3 separate regions of the Mus musculus genome follow, and all the other regions are linked to region 2. A link is a contact called in public ChIA-PET and HiChIP or PLAC-seq data. All regions are on one chromosome and are shown on one strand. The core of a region is the stretch at or near the end of the contact, and the rest is flanking DNA. Distances in the headings are between cores, read along the strand shown.

Region 1 (2,949 bases), core at 217-2,716, 490 kb after region 2:
AGTGAGTTCCAGGACAGCCAGAACTACACAGAGACCCTGTTTTGAGGGTTAAAAAAAAAACAAAAAAAACCCGAAATTGCCAAAAAATAATATTTAAAAAAGTTTTAAAAGTTCACAAACAGTTAACTCTGGGGGAAAAAAGACATTTCTACTGCACTAAGTTGAAATGTACAAACCCCCATTTTAACTGTAATACAATGCATCAGTTTCTCATTTTGTCAAGAGATTTTTTTTTTTAAGATAAAATACTATCAAAGATGAATGCCCTACTAGAAACTGGTGAATTCGTGAAGAAATATGAGGAGGTCCCACTGAACCAAATGAATTCGTGTGCTCCAGAAATTACTGACTAAAGTTATGGGGCTGAGAGGGGTGGTGGCTGGTGCATGAGACTTGCAAACGAAGACAGCAATAAACAGTCCCTGACGTTAACACCTCAGATCACTGTTGTTGCTTCCAGACTCGTTCCATCTTGATGTGACGTGTGGAGAGCTTTCCAAGGTGGCCGGACGACACATATACGGGAAAGATAAACACCAGGCACCCTTCGCAGCACGGAAAGACCTTGGCCTACCCCGTGATACTGCCCGGTCGTCCAGCACCCAGAGGGCCCCAGCTGTCGTGTGGCCACCTCTAGGGTTTACGGGGATGCCTACACTACCGAGGGTGTCGCGCGCACGGACCCCACTGAGGGCTCGCTGAGCGTGGAAGCCGGGCGTGGCCCGACCTCCGCGGCCCAGTCAGTACAGGGTCGGGGTCTGGACAAGAATCTGTGGGAAAGAGGAGGGAGGGGCGGAGGGCAGGTGGAGCTTGCACTACCTGAGGATGTTGTGTGCTTCCATGCTCCGATTCTGGTTACTCGAGCACACCACCGCCACCCGCAGCGGCGATGACGGCATGGCACCGACCGAACTACCCACTGCTCTCGCTACGGAGCTCCCACCTAGAAGCCGGCTTCCGCGCGAGGAAGATGGCGGTAACCGGAAATCTGCGACACGGAAGTGAACGCAACGCAACGCAACGCAACGCGTGGGGAGGCCGACGGTGCTCTCCTGGGCTCGTACTGCAGCCGGCGCGGGAGGGCGACCGGCCGACGCCGAATCAGCCTGAGAGCAGCCGAGGCCGGCGGTCGTGGACCACCTTCGCCGGCGCGTGACGTCACAGGACCTGCGCCGGCAACTGGAGCGGTGTGAGCCGCGCCTGCGTCCTAATGTACCGTCGCCTCGGATGACGCGCTAGGCGCGGCGCTTGCGCAATACTGAAAACTTCAGTGGGACGGGCGTTGGGGCGGGTCCGGGGAGTCTCAAGTCCTTTCCGCGGCTTCTCTTGGTGTGGTTGGGACGTTTTTCATTCCGGTTTCCTCCAGGTGGTCACTCTGCCAATTTCATAGATGCACTGGGCTCCAGCACTTGGTTTGTGCCCTATCTCTATCACGAGTACCTTCCTCAGAGTCACTGGACTTCTAGAAGCACGTCACTTCCTCTGTGAGCCCGTTGCAGCTTAACATGTAAACGATATGAAAAATATGGGTGAGGTAGCGGGCTCTTCAAGTTCGGCCAATCGGAAAACTGGCAGGAAAAATCGCTTCTCTGTTGGAAGCCAGTTTAGGTTGCCTATTGAGAGCTCGATCTCAAGTGAGAGGGGGAGAGAGAAATAGAGTTGCTGCTGGGCGTGGTGCCTCACACTTTTCTTTAATCCTAGAACTCGGTAATCAGGTCGACTTACAGCCGGCCTACCTGCCTGGTGACCTGTCCCCTCTAGCTCGAATGGAATGGTCAAGAAGTGAAGGGGATTAGATAAGTTGTTTGGAGATTCTGAGAACTCCTTTAAAGTTGGAGCAGTATGAGATTGTCAGGGACAAGAAGGTAGATAATGTGTAGTAAGTATAACAAAAGCTGTGTTTTGCCGGGCGGTGGTGGCGCACGCCTTTAATCCCAGCACTTGGGAGGCAGAGACAGGCAAATTTCTGAGTTCGAGGACAGCCTGGTCTACAGAGTGAGTTCCAGGACAGCCAGGGCTACACAGAGAAACCCTGTCTCAAAAAAAAAGCCGTAGATTCAGTAATCTACCCTTTATTCCTATTATTCCTGTATCTTCCTCTTTTCTTTTTCATCCCTTCTCCCTCCTTTATAAAAGTATATTTTATTCGCTTATAGTAATTGTCTCAAAGACTACCTCTACCTGTTTGCCTAGGCCTAGAATCTTCTAGCCTCCATGCAACCTTTTTTTCTTTTAAAGTTTATTTATATATATGAGTACACTATGGCTGTCTTCAGTCACACCAGAAGACGGCATGGGATTCCATTACAGATGATCGTGAGTCACCATTTGGTTGCTGGGAATTAAACTCAGGACCTTTGGGAAAGCAGTCCGTGCTCTTAACTACTGAGCCATCTCTCCAGTCCTATTTTGAAACTAAATTTCCCACTATGAACCTCCTCATTGCTATTGAAGTCTGCCATCATTGTTCCTTGTGTTAATGAGGAGGAGAGTATTGAGAACCTGTTGCGAGTAAGCCCACAGAGACCATCACGTGGACACTCTGAAAGCCAAAAGGAAAGTCTTTATTTTTGCCTGCTAGCTGCACAGAGAACTTGCCCAAATCATGTAACCTTGAGCCTTGCAGCTCTTTGACTTTATGTACAAAGACCATCTTGATTGGCATGCTTCAGTTAGCGAGAAGCAGAACTGTGGAAGTCAAAAAGCAAGATTAGAACATTGAGGAAGTTTTTACTTGGGGACTTATGGACTATGTTTCTATTTAGTCAGGTGTTGAGGCCTATGTGCTGGGCTTTTTCTTTGTTTGGTTTGTTTTGAAGATTTATTTTGTGTGAGAACACTAGCTGTTGAGGCCTATGTGCTGGGTGGTTTTGTTTCTTTAAAGATTTATTTATTTTATGTGAGTACACTGTTGCTCTCTTCACACACACCAGAAGAGGGCATCAGATC
Region 2 (3,146 bases), core at 178-2,677:
GGCACAAGTAATTGGAGGCTCATCTGTCCACAAAGGACATCATGTCTCAGATAGGAGGCACCCAATTTGAAAAAGCTTCACCCCCCTTTCTGCCTGATGGCTCTTTGTCTTTTCCTCTATCAGCTTACTCGGGCCTTTGAGTGCGCTTAGGGCACAAGCAAGTCAGTACAAGTCCTTCTGTGGTCCTTCAGACCTTTAAGAGAATTTGAGTGGAACCTCAGAAGACCCCCTTCTGGTTGGTGTGTTTGTGCTTATCTGGATTAGGTGATGCCAGATCTAGCAACGCTGGAGCCCACTGTGTAGATGCGACCTCAAATCTGGGTCCAGAAGGTGGAGTCTTTCTCAGGAGGAAGAGCTGCTGACACTCACACTTCACTCTGGCTTCTGGCTCAACAGCCTATGGAAGATAGCATAGTGTCTTCTCTCGTTTTTTTTTTGTTTTTTTTTTTTTCCAAAATTTTTTTCTTCACTTACATTTCAAATGCTATCCAGAAAATCCCCTATCCCCCCCCCCCCCACCCATTCTCTCGGTTTGTTTGTTTTGTTTTTGGTTTTTTGAGACAGGGTTTCTCTGTGTAGCCCTGGCTGTCCTGGAACTCACTTTGTAGACCAGGCTGGCCTCGAACTCAGAAATCCACCTGCCTCTGCCTCCCGAGTGCGCCACCACCGCCCTGCGCGTTCTTTCAACCTCCTGTAGGTCTAGTGCTAGCTTGGCTCCCGGGGGCCTCGGTTTATATCCTGCACTTAGCCAGGCCAAGCTGGGGAAGCTCTGGTCCACAGAGGGAGAGACGGAGGGGGCGGGGACGGTTCTGTAGCAAGACTGGAGAAGACTTAAGTCCACAAGGAGCATCACACTGGGCGGGTCTGGGCGCATTCGGCACAGTCACCGCTGACCGGCCATCGGCAGGGGGCGTGGCCTGTGGTGGCACCGGGACAGCCGCGGGGCCCTCTGCGCGCAGCCCTAGCGTCAGGCTGGGGAAGGGAAGGTCCGGCTCCGCCAGCGTCTCCTGTGCAGACCGGGCGAGCCCCTTGGAATTCCCAGCACGTCGCCCCTCGATTATACATCAACCTGACTTCAGCTGCATTTCCCGGTGGGAGGACAGTTCAGGCGGACGGGGGAGGGGCCCCGGCGCGACGCCTCCCCCTCCCCCAAGGCGGCCACCCACCCACCCACCCGGCCGAGCCCCCGCCCCAGCTCGGCGGGCGCCGCAGTCTCCGGGCTTTGTTCGCTGCCCGCGCGGGTCGCAGGGAGCGGGGGGCGGGCTGAGCCCTCAGGGGGCGGGGCGGGGCCGCCAGTCCCCGCCCAGTCCCCGCCCCGTCCCCGCCCAGTCCCCGCCCCACCCACGCCGTCCCCGCCCCGTCCCCGCCCAGTCCCCGCCCCACCCACGCCGTCCGCCCTCCCTCCTCCTCCGCCGCGCTGCGGTCCAGTCCTGCCCCCCGAGCGGTCCGGCCCGCGCGCTCTCCCGGCTCCCTCCCGCCGTTCCGGGCTGCGCCATGGTCCGCCCGCGGCTGAGCTTCCCGGCCCCGCTGCTGCCGCTGCTGCTGCTCCTGGCGGCGGCCGCGCCAGCCGTGCCGGGCGCCAGCGGGACGTGCCCGGAGCGCGCCTTGGAGCGGCGCGAGGAGGAGGCGAACGTGGTGCTCACCGGCACAGTGGAGGAGATCCTCAACGTGGACCCGGTGCAGCACACCTACTCCTGCAAGGTGGGCCCCGGCCGGACCCCACGAGACCCAGCCCTCTGGATTCCCAGCCCGGGGCTCCTCTCCCCCGTGGTCCCCGTCCCCGAGGCCCGCCCTTCGCGTGCCGGCCGCCCCGCTGCGACCCCGTCCCCAAGCCGTGGGAACGAACCCGGCACGTTTCTGCGGCCCCAGCTGGAGCTCCCTCGGCGACCGCCGAGCCTCCGGGGGGGGGGGGCGCTCGGGTCCCGGAAAACTCCGCCGCTCGGTGCGAAAGTTACTGCGGGGCCGCTGTGGCTCCTTTCACGGCGTCCAGGCCCCGGTTGCTGTCGTGCCCGCCCCCACCCTTGTCCAGAGCCCCTCTTTCTTGTTGGGAACAAGTGTACACCTTCGCCAAAAGGAACGAATAGGGCTCGGGGAGGCACGAGGGGGGACGAAGTCGACCTGTGGCGAGGCCTTTACCAGGGCGAGGGGTGGTCTGCAGGGAGTCAGGGGTGTGTGGTCTAATCTGCAACCCGGGGAGCCTGCGTAAGGTGCTGCAGCGAACGCGTGTCCGAGCCGGAGCAGAGAAATGGGCAGAGGGCTGTGGCTGAGTTTCCTGTGCTCGAGGCGCAGGGGCTCAAAGGACTGGGTTTCTCCTGCCATACGGTAGAATTAGCTCTGTTTCAACTGCAGCTGAATTTGAGAGCACCTTGGAATAGGTATGGGGTCGATACCCTCGGAATATCCGTTGCTGGTTCTCCTCGTCCCTCAAATCGCTTCGCTGGAAACAGGATTTGTTCTTACTCTTTGGGAATGAGAAGGATGGTGACTTCCTTCAGAGTACCGTGTGTTCATGGGATCCCCCCGCTGGGCCCCCTCCTCTCCCTGCCGAGGCACTTTGCCAAGTCCCTGCAGGATTTTCCCGACTTCCTCCCCGCTGCTCCTGGGTGTGGCTGGGGTGGGGGAGGTGTGAGAACTGTGAGCTTTCCCCCTTTGGGTTATCTCCCACAATAGTTGGGGGTGGGGGGCGCAGGTAGATAAAGTTCTTTAGGTGCTGCAAGTCTTAGGTGTCTCGCAGGAGCTAGGCAGGTGGAAAAGCTGCCCATTGTCTTTTTTGCTCCCTCCATTCCAGAACCCCAAATCCCCAGAGCGCCTCAATAAGGGGCTCCTTCCTAGAAATCCTTTCCAAAAAGTGTCTGGGGGCCCTGGACTTATCCTGTGGGCGCTGCGGGCTACATCTTCCAGCCATGTCTGTCAGAAAGGGTGCCCTCGGGGCCCTAAATAAGGAGGTGGAGGGTGGGGCTGACTTGCATTGCCCAAACTTGACTTTGTGGCTCAGAGCTGCCTCGCTGCACAGACTCAGGCAGACTATGGAGCAAAGAAGTGGGTCTTTACTTCCTGGGAGAGGTGTTGGCCCACACAAGGCTGTGAAGATCCCAGCTGGGATCTTGCTCTTAAGTCCTTTCACCTAAAGTGTCTGGTCCTGACTG
Region 3 (2,844 bases), core at 4-2,503, 310 kb after region 2:
CTCAATGAAACAGATGTATATCTGTGTGGCCATGTGGTTCACACAGATGTGCACGACTGTATTCCAGGAACAATAAAAGAAACAAACCCATAGGTGAATAAGGCCCATACCCTTCCACCTAAACACGACTTCCTCATCCTTACAGCCTCTACCCCTTCAGGCTCCTGGGTCACTCATACATCCGTTAACTCTCACCAAGGTGTCTATCTCAGGCCCTGATGGCTCCGGCTGGTTGCACCCATACACTGCTCTGGACATACGGATCAAGATAGAGACCAAGCAGGGTGCCAGACAATCCTAGCCAGAATTGGACTACAGGGCCAAGGAGGAGCCCAGTACTTGTGGCACACCAGAGCATACACACAAAGAAGGGTGGACAGTTCTAGAGATGGCACTGGACGCAAATGCCCAGTGACACACAGCTGCCCAAGGCGGTCTGCACACTCACCCCCGCGCGCGAGGTGATCAGCACAGGGGCGTCTTTTGTTCCGGTCCCCCGAGGCCGGAGGCGGAGCTGCGCAGCTAGGGGACCGCGACTCCGGCTCCCGCCGGTTTGTCCGTGCCAGGTCTTCTGCTCCGTCCAGGTGGACTCGGAGCGGTCACCACGCTGGACACCCCTTGCCCGCCTCCGGCACAAAGGCGGCTCCCCATCCCCGCCCGCGCCCTACCCCGGGCCCGCAGCACACCTGAAGCGCGGCGAGTCCTTGATGCATTCCTCGAACTCTACCGTCATGGCTGCGGCGAGCGGTGCTCACTGTGCGGAGGACCAAGGCGCGTCGAGCGGCATCCCCGGCCCGTGGACCGTCTGTGGCGCCCGCGCCGAGCTGCGCTCCGCGCCCGCCCGCCCGCCTGCCCGCCTCGGTCTGAGCCCGGCGCGCCGCGGCCCCGCCCCGCCTGTCACCGCTGGGGAGCGTCGCCAAAGTCAGCCTCTGCCTGCGCCACCCGCTGTCACCTCCGGGGAGCGTCGCTAAAAGCGCCGCTGCATCCCCTCGCCTGTCGCTGCGCTCTGTCCTCGGTCACCACGGTCTGGGAGCTGGGCCGGCCTCGGCGGTTGGGCTTCGGAGTGGTTTGGCTCGGTCGCGGGACAGGGAAGGGCACGGCTCGCCCACTTCAGGCATCACGGCGGTGGTGAACTCGGCTGGAATGCTGCCGACGGACACACTCCGCGACGGCGGCGGGGAGATCGGGAGTGAACGAATTAAGGTCGCTTGTGCGGAAGCGACCCATCATCGCGCCCCTGTGAGGCCGAGGACAGGAAACATAGCCGGCTCTAGAGGACCGCACTTTGCACCCGATCCCTAAGCTTGGCTCCGCCCCCGCCTCTCCATTCAGGCGGGGCGGACCGAGTCAGTGCGCAGGCGCCGTCCCTGCTGGGCTGGGTCGACCGCGGGCCACGTGCAAGCGCCCCGCCCGCTCAAATATGGGCTCCTGCGGGGCGGTGGGCTCGGTGCGTGCGCGCTACCTTGTGTTCTTGCAGTACTTGGGCACTGACTTCAAGTACGTTTTCCCGCTGTTACCCCCGCGTTCTCCACTCGGCCTCGCGGGAAGTCCGCGAGGTGACCAGGACGGGCGCGATCGGTCTCGGGATGCGGGATTTTAGGAGCCGAGGAACACAGTGGCCTGCACCGAACCCACGCGCCTGGGCGCCGAGACCCCTGGCGGGACAGCGTCCACAGACACCGCAGATAATTCCTTCCTGTTTCTCTCCGCAGTGGGGTTGCGGCCGTGAGGGGCAATCCGCGCGCTGTTGGGGTGCTGAACTTCCTGGAGGTGAGGACCGGTTTGGGGAGGAAGAAGCAGTCGGCAGCTCCAACCCCTACCCACTCTCCTCCTCCTATTCCACGGACTCCGGCCATCGATGTGGCAGCCGCCTGTACGGTTCCCGCAGGAGGCTGCCAAGCGGCTGAACTCTGTCGACCCGGTCAGGTTCACCATCTCTAGCCGCACCGATGCCGGGGTGCATGCCCTGAGCAACGCGGCGCACCTGGACATCCAGCGCCGCCCAGGGCAGTCGCCTTTCTCCCCGGAGGTCGTGGCCAAGGCCCTCAACACCCACCTGAAGCACCCGGCCATTCGGTGAGCCCGGGGTTTTGGTATGGTTCTGGGCTTTTTTTTTTGTCTTTTACCATTGCACCCCACTGTGGTGGGAGGCAGAGATTTCCATAGTGCTGTGTGGACAGTTGGGCATACTCATTCCTGGGATGAGCCAGATCTGCTTGCCACAGTGTACTGAAGGCCTTCCGAGTGCCCAACGACTTCCACGCTCGACACGCAGCCACCTCCAGGACCTACCAATATCGTCTGGCCACAGGCTGCTCCTGGCCTAATCAACTGCCTGTGTTTGAACAAAATGTATGCTGGGCTCTGCAGACAGAGTGAGTGAGCTAAGAATGGGAAGAAAATGGCTCACCATCCATCTGCCTGGGCTCTCCTCAATAATGCTCATTTGGCTCTGCAGGTACCTGGATATGGCGGCCATGCAGGAGGCTGCCCAGCACCTCCTCGGGACACATGATTTTAGTGCCTTCCAGTCTGCTGGCAGCCCAGTCACAAATACTGTACGCACACTTCGAAGAGTCTCAGTGTCACCTGGTCCAGCCAGCCCATTTGTCCTCCCCGAGGGGAGCAGGTGAGACGACTAGCCTTTCACTATGCCAGGACTAGAGGCCACCAGGGTCATTACTCATAATACCTCAATAAAAGTGAGATGATGCTAAATGGGTATATTGCACATCCATTGGGCCTAGAGGGTGTAAGAAGGTGAGCCAGAAACTTGTGTCTTCTTCCTGTTGGGTGGGGTCTCTGCCAGCCTGGGGAGCACAGGGTGGAAAATGTTGCCTTTCT

What was found. ChIA-PET counts read pairs in DNA pulled down with a chosen protein or histone mark. HiChIP or PLAC-seq counts read pairs in DNA pulled down with a chosen protein or histone mark.
Region 1: an RNA polymerase II ChIA-PET map of memory CD8 T cells shows a contact between it and region 2, with 26 read pairs. The contact joins the promoter of Ssu72 here to the promoter of Agrn in region 2. A contact is called at or near these places in 2 of 39 promoter capture datasets (embryonic stem cells and pre-B cells), 1 of 484 Hi-C or Micro-C datasets (embryonic stem cells) and 2 of 115 datasets of contacts at active chromatin or transcription factors (the SCID.adh cell line and memory CD8 T cells).
Region 3: a contact with region 2 is called in an H3K4me3 HiChIP or PLAC-seq map of embryonic stem cells, with 22 read pairs. The contact joins the promoter of Acap3 here to the promoter of Agrn in region 2. A contact is called at or near these places in 18 of 39 promoter capture datasets (the 3T3-L1 cell line, the C10 cell line, the HPC-7 cell line and 12 more), 11 of 484 Hi-C or Micro-C datasets (B cells, CD4 T cells, CD8 T cells and 5 more), 15 of 115 datasets of contacts at active chromatin or transcription factors (the SCID.adh cell line, craniofacial prominence, effector CD8 T cells and 8 more) and 3 of 9 other capture datasets (adipose tissue, embryonic stem cells and liver).

Annotation. Positions count from the first base shown.
Region 1 is chr4:155,703,332-155,706,280 of GRCm38.p6, reverse strand. Ssu72 (Ssu72 RNA polymerase II CTD phosphatase homolog (yeast)) reads right to left here and starts at 1,466. Exons shown (of 5, transcript NM_026899.3): 1 at 820-1,466. The coding sequence starts at 899.
Region 2 is chr4:156,195,769-156,198,914 of GRCm38.p6, reverse strand. It overlaps Agrn (agrin), which reads left to right and starts at 1,427. Exons shown (of 36, transcript NM_021604.3): 1 at 1,427-1,701. The coding sequence starts at 1,495. It overlaps Gm46878 (a long non-coding RNA gene), which reads right to left. Exons shown (of 4, transcript XR_003955191.1): 4 at 1-397.
Region 3 is chr4:155,890,284-155,893,127 of GRCm38.p6, reverse strand. It overlaps Acap3 (ArfGAP with coiled-coil, ankyrin repeat and PH domains 3), which reads right to left and starts at 1,253. Exons shown (of 24, transcript NM_207223.1): 1 at 687-1,253. The coding sequence starts at 733. It overlaps Pusl1 (pseudouridylate synthase-like 1), which reads left to right and starts at 1,366. Exons shown (of 8, transcript NM_001033490.1): 1 at 1,366-1,497; 2 at 1,713-1,770; 3 at 1,889-2,076; 4 at 2,226-2,375; 5 at 2,459-2,629. The coding sequence starts at 1,421.